2 separate regions of the Anas platyrhynchos genome follow, and region 1 is linked to region 2. The links are chromatin contacts, called in public Hi-C maps. All regions are on one chromosome and are shown on one strand. The core of a region is the stretch at or near the end of the contact, and the rest is flanking DNA. Distances in the headings are between cores, read along the strand shown. Region 1 has its middle 20 kb from the start of UHRF2. Region 2 holds the start of BRD10 (bromodomain containing 10).

What was found. A called contact is a pair of places that touch in the nucleus more often than the background predicts.
Region 1: a contact with region 2 is called in a Hi-C map of F1 follicle, with 3 times the contacts expected there. The contact joins the enhancer-like site here to the promoter of BRD10 in region 2. A contact is called at or near these places in 3 of 8 Hi-C or Micro-C datasets (F1 follicle, liver and subcutaneous adipose tissue).

Annotation. Positions count from the first base shown.
Region 1 is chrZ:30,602,536-30,605,547 of IASCAAS_PekinDuck_T2T, reverse strand. No RefSeq gene overlaps it. Among named protein-coding and RNA genes, the nearest start is that of UHRF2, 20 kb to the left of the region's middle. Within about 2 kb of position 1,482, at least 1 of the 8 cell types and tissues checked has an H3K27ac peak or open chromatin away from gene starts, as enhancers often do.
Region 2 is chrZ:30,559,713-30,562,922 of IASCAAS_PekinDuck_T2T, reverse strand. It overlaps BRD10 (bromodomain containing 10), which reads left to right and starts at 1,604. Exons shown (of 7, transcript XM_038170245.2): 1 at 1,604-2,461. The coding sequence starts at 2,007.

The DNA.
Region 1 (3,012 bases), core at 233-2,732, 43 kb before region 2:
AAATTTTATAGCTAAAATTAAAGTGAAATAGGATTAAAGAAATAGAAATATGTCTAATAATATGAAACACATTAAATGTGCTTGCACATAATCAACTAGCTGTTTTATTATAAACCTTTTCTTTGTTATGTCTCAGCAAGGAAGATTGTGGCAGGGCCTTGAACATACCAGAGGGCTCTAATTCCCATGAGAAGCCTGTAACCATCTCTCTCTGAAGCTCCCCTCTGCAATCTTTTCCTCTCATTGAGTGCTTGGCTGCTTTCATTTAAGGTCAGCTCATTTTCTCAAGCAGAGCAGAAAACTCTTGCTGCTCATTGGAGGGTTATCAGCCATTTCTTCTTCCAAATATCTATATTATTAGTGCCTCAAAATTGCATCTTCGTTTTTTAATTAAAAGTAAATTTATATTCCAGCAAGTTCTTTTGTAGGTCTCACAATCAAGTCAACCTAAATGATTCGATCAAGATCTTTCTGAGTAAAGGACTCGTGATAAAGCTTTGCAGTAAGTTCTTAGCCTCTCTGAAACTGAAAGCTGCATTTGACAGGAGAGATCAGGTTTACTTCAATAGTGTTTGCCTGAATAGATTATAATTAGAACACTGATGAACACTAATGTGATCCGTTGCCTTCTGAAAAGCATTTGTGAATCTTGTGTTAAACTATCCAGTTCTCTGGTGTCTGAATTTTTTATATCTTAACTTCTGCGTTACAGCAAAGGTAGACATTTTACTGGCTTTAAGCTTTTTCTGACAACTATAATCTGTGAAACCTTGTAGTACAATGTTGGCAAGTCCATGTCCATGGTTAAAAGTTATTAAAGTTTAATAAGTTAATTAACTTAATAAAATCTTTATTTAGATTTCTGTCGCGCACATACACATAAGCACTCTATATCATCTCATCCATTAATAATAAGTTACAAAAAGCACTCAGGTTAGAGTAATTTCAAGCTTCCTATCCACAAGTTGTTACATTTCATTTAGGGAAAAACACACAAAAAAAAATTCATTTCAGTTTTGAAAAAATCAGTAAATACTAAAAGGTCAAACTCGATCCTGATTAATACATTTGCAAGGCACTTAGCTTTGTTTTGCAGTTCATATCTAAAGTGTTCACACTCTGGCAGGTATGGAAAATATGTTGGTATCTTACTTTATTCTCATATTTTTTAGTGATGATAATGTGCATGGATGTCAGACATACCACAAAGCTGCCATTACCACAACACTGAAGGGATGTGTATAGGGCTGGGAAACACGATTTAGAGTTCTGGCTATGCCATTTGTAATTACTTGGTTTTGGCAAATCCTTGCTCTGTCTAAATTTCTCTGCTCAAAACGTACACAATCAAAGTTGCATTCACCTTTACTGCATGTAAATATTTTACGTAATTCTGACATTATAAAGCACTTTGGGAAGGCAAAGTGCTATTGCAGGCTATAGCAATGCAAGCTGCATCAATCTTTACAATACCACACCTTCAAACATTTTGCTTATTGATGGTTCTGTGATATGGAATGAGTAGAAAAAGCACAGTGGTTTTCCACCTGGTCTGCATGTTTGAAGTATGATGTGTATCTGTAGTGGGTTAACCTTTGCTGACCAGCAGGTGCCCACCCAGCTGCTCTCTTACTCCTCCTCCTCAACAGGATAGGGGGAGAAAATAAGAAGAAAATATCATAGATCAATGTAGAGACATTTAGGTTGGAAAGACCTCTAAGATCATCAAGGCCAATCACTGACCTAGCACTGCCAAGTCTACCACTACGTGTCCCTAAGCACCGTATCTACATGTCTTTGGAATACCTCCAGGGATGGTGACTCAACTACTTCCCTGGGCAGCCTGTTCCAATGCTTCACAACCCTTTCAGTGAAGACATTTTTCCTAATATCCAACCTAAACCTCTCTTGGTGTAACTTTAGGCCATCTCATATACAGAAATAGAGAAGACTCACATAAGGACAGGCTGATGATTTACCAGCTACTGTCATAGCCAAAACAGACTTGATTTGGGGAGCATAAATAACTTATTTCCAATTAGTAACAAAGTAGAACAGTGAGAAATAAATACAAAACTAAAACCACCTTTCCCCCAACCCTACCTTCTTCAAAGGCCCAACTCTACTCCTGATTTTTTCACCTCCACCTCCCAGTGCAGGGGATGGGCAATGGGCATTGCAGTCAGTCCGTAATGCTTTGTGCTGTTCCTTCATCGTCATGCTCATTCCCCTCCTGCAGCATACAGTCCTTCACAAACTGCTCCACTGTTTTTTGTAAACTCTGGATTCAACAAACATTGAGCAATCATCCCTGTTTGCTATCAGACTTGTTTAAATGATAGCTAATTGATAAGAATAAATACTGTCCAGATGTTGAAATGCTTCTTGACTTTTTGTCAAATGTTCTTTACAGGCATAGCTGGTTGCTACCATGTCAATAATGTGGTTTTGGAAAATAATTCACTGCAAAAACACCTCAGTATGACATGATTAAATATTGAATATACCAATATTGGAATCAGTATTATCTAAGATCTTTGATGGTGACAAGGATGGTGACCGTGGGATTGAGTGCATGCACAGCAAATTTGCAGATGACACCAAGCTGTGTGGTGTGGTTGACACACTGGAGGGAAGGGATGGCATCCAGAGAGATCTGAACAGGCCTGAGAGGTGGGCCTGTGCATATCTCGTGAGGTTCAGAAAGGCCAAGTACAAAGGCCCTGCACCTGGGCTGGGGCAATGCCAAACATGAATACAGGCTGATGAATGGATAGAGAGCAGTCTTGAAGAGAAGGGCTTGATGATACTGGTTGATGAGACGCTCAAAGTGAGGTGGCAGTAACCATGTTATGGGCTGCATCAAAAGCAGCCTGGCCTGCAGGGACAGGGAGGTAATTCTCCCCCTCTACTCTGCTTCTTGTGAGACTCCTGCATTCAGCTCTGGGGCCCCCAGCACAAGAAGGACATAGAAATACTAGAACAAGTTGGAGGAGGTTTCACAAAGATGAT
Region 2 (3,210 bases), core at 355-2,854:
TGGGTTTGTCCTCAGGCAACGGGATACGCACATCGCAATGCAGGCCCCAACACGGTGCTGTGCATGGCTGTGCTCACCTCACCTGATCTGTGGATGGCTGACTGCTTGATGAAAAAGGGTCTTGTCGCTGGGGTCACTGCATTGCCCTCCATGTTGGAGGTATGCCACTGCCTCAGCTCCACAACCACTTCCTGAATTTGGGGGTGTCTGATCTCATTCCTTCCAAGTTTTTAATTCAAGAGGTTTTGGAGGATAAAGCTAGATAGCTACATCAGTGTGAGCTGGGTGCTACACCTACTGCTTCTGTCCTTGTAGAAAAACAGCATGACTGAAGCATTTACAAAAGCTGGCTCTGACCAAACAGGGGTGAACAGAGGGAAATTTCTTGGTGTCCTTAGAATGGAAAAGGCAATAATGATAGAGGAATTGTTCCGCTTTACTTTGTCACATATCATGATTTATTCCTGTCAAGAGTGTGTTTTGAGCATGGTTTCCGCAATGATCTCTGCAGAGTTACCATTCGGAGAAGACAGAGATGTCTTAAAGGTGTCATGGGCTGCTCACAGTAAACATCCTTGAATCTTTTCTTTTTGTGCAGTCATTTTCTCTCATAACAAGGTACCCTAAGCTTTTCACATTATCATGTGTTTTGGAGGGGATTATCTTGAAACTGCAAGCACAAGTTTCTCACAAATACGTAATAACAATACTGCAGGGCCCTCTGGAGCCCAGGCAATGTTCCTCTGTTAATTGGTGACCATTGTTCTGGTGGAGTAGGACTGGAAAGTGTCTAAGGGCGAATACGAAAAGATCATAGAACCACAGACTCACTGAGGTTGGAAAAGACCTTTCATCAGGTCCAACCACCCCCCTACCACCAATGTCACCACCCACCGAGCCATGTCCCCAGGCACCACGTCCAACCTCTCCTTGAGCACCCCCAGGGACAGTGACCCCACCACCTCCCTGGGCAGCCCATCCCAGCGCCTGGCTGCTCTCCCTGAGCAGAAATGTCTCCTCATTCCCAACCTGAACCTCCCCTGGCGCACCTTGATGCCATTCCCTCTGCTCCCATCCCTGTTTATCTGCCAGAAGCGGCCGACGCCCAGCTCCACACACACCCCCCAGCCCCCCACACACCCCCCAGCCCCTCGGGGCACTTCCACCTTTCCCTCTGCTGCTTGTGGCAGCCTCTGCTCCCGCAGCTGCTCCAGGCAGCACCCCCCAAAGCACTGCGGCGCTTGGACCCCAACGCTTCCACACACTGCAGCACACATCGGTTGCCAAACAGCTTTATTGTGACACGGGCAGCGTTAACTGGGGACACGGGGTGGTTGGCGGGGGAGGGGCTGCGAACCGAGCGGGGCGGAGCGGGGCCGCCCCTCCCTGAGGCGATCGCCACCCGCCTCCCCGGTCGCCCTTTGATGACGCCACCCCACCTGGCGCCCATGACACCCCCTCTCCCCACACACCCCCCCTCTCTCCGCGGGGCTGGCTGCGCATGCGCACCAGGCGGGGCGCCGCGTCCCTTTCTCTCGCCCCTCTCCAGCCCCCCCGCGCCCTCCCCCCCACTCCTCACCTCCCCCCCTCCCTCCCCTCCCCTCCCAACGGCCGCGCGGGGCCGTTACCCGGCGGCCTCCCCTCACACAGCGCGGGGCGGGGCCGGGGGAGCCCCCTCAGGGCGGGCGGGGCGGGGGCGGCTGCTGAGGGCGAGGGAGCGGCCCGGCAGGGGGAGGCCCCCCCCGTCCCCCTCCTCCTCCTCCTCCTCCTCCTCCGCCTCCTCCTGCTGCTGCCGCCGCCCGGCCGCGGCTGGGGGCAGGGCTGAGGCCGCCGCCGCCGCCGCCGCCGCCGTGGGGGAGCGTGGCGAGGGCCCTGCCGCGCGTCTCGGTGCCCGGGTGAGCCCCATGCCGCCCCTCCGCCCGGCCGGCGGCCCCTAGCTGCCCTCACACCGCCCCCCCGGAGCCGCCGCAGCCGCGCAGGCCCCGTGCGTGAGAGGAGCGGGAGACATGGACCCCGAGCGGCCCCGCGGCGAGGATGGAGCCGGTGCGGGAGGGCAGGGCGCGGGCAGCGGCTGGGAGCAGAGGCTGAGCCCCGAGCTGCAGCAGGGCTACCGCATCCTGCGCGAGTTCCTGCTGGAGAAGCACCGGCCGCTGACAGCGCCGTTCCTGAAGCCGCTGGCGGATCCGGCGTCCATCAAGGAGGAAGGAGGAGGAGGAGGAGGGGGGGGTGACTCCCTCCCGGGGCATGGTGGCAGTCACTGCGCTCCCCCGGCGGGGATGTGGCTGCTGAAGATGGAAGAGAAATTCCTCGGTGGGCAGTACGCGGGGATAGCGGACTTCGTGGGGGACTTCCGGCTGATGCTGGAGACATGTTACCGGCTGCACGGCGTGGATCACTGGCTCTCCAAGCAGGCCCAGAAGCTGGAGATGATGCTGGAGCAGAAACTGGCGCTGCTGTCCCGGTAGGTGTAGAAAACTCTACAGCGGCTCTGGTGTACGCCGTTTGCATGAAGTACAACAGGAGGGTATGGGTTCACCACCACCCCCCCCCCCCCCCATAACATTTTTTTTTTTTTTTTTTGGTAGAACATAACCTTCTGTTCGTCTTTATGTAAAAAACACTATTTGGATCGCTTACTTAAAAACAAACAAACAGAAAAACATTTGAATGGTTCCCGGTAGGATGAAACATTCAAGCTTTCAGCACTTCTGCTAAGAAGAGTGGTGCTTACTGGGACCATTCAAATATTAAAAATGTTTTGGGAACACCAAAGATGGGCATGCTGAAATGCAAAATAGGGGTTAGCACTTCCTGACTAAGATTCTACTTCTGAAAGAAACCTTTTAGGACTATGGAGACACAGTTGCTTGGACAAGATGTCAAATGCTCCTTTCTTTCCTTTATGCTGGTAAAAGCAAGCGACGCTGCCCAAATTCTGTGTGACTGTCTCTTTAAAACTAATACCCTTCTCTGTTTCAAGTAGATGATACATTTTACATAGTAATTGTAGTCTGTGAATTTCTTACTGCCTTTGAGTAAGAATAAAATGCTGAGCTGAAGTGCTTCCTTTAAAATATGTAATTTAGTGTCAGAATGTATTTTGAAAATATGCATGATAAAACAGAAGGTAACACCTGGCATATTGTAGTTACAGGCTTACATAGCGAAATGGAAATTGTAATATGTTTAAACATGAATGCCTGGCAGGAG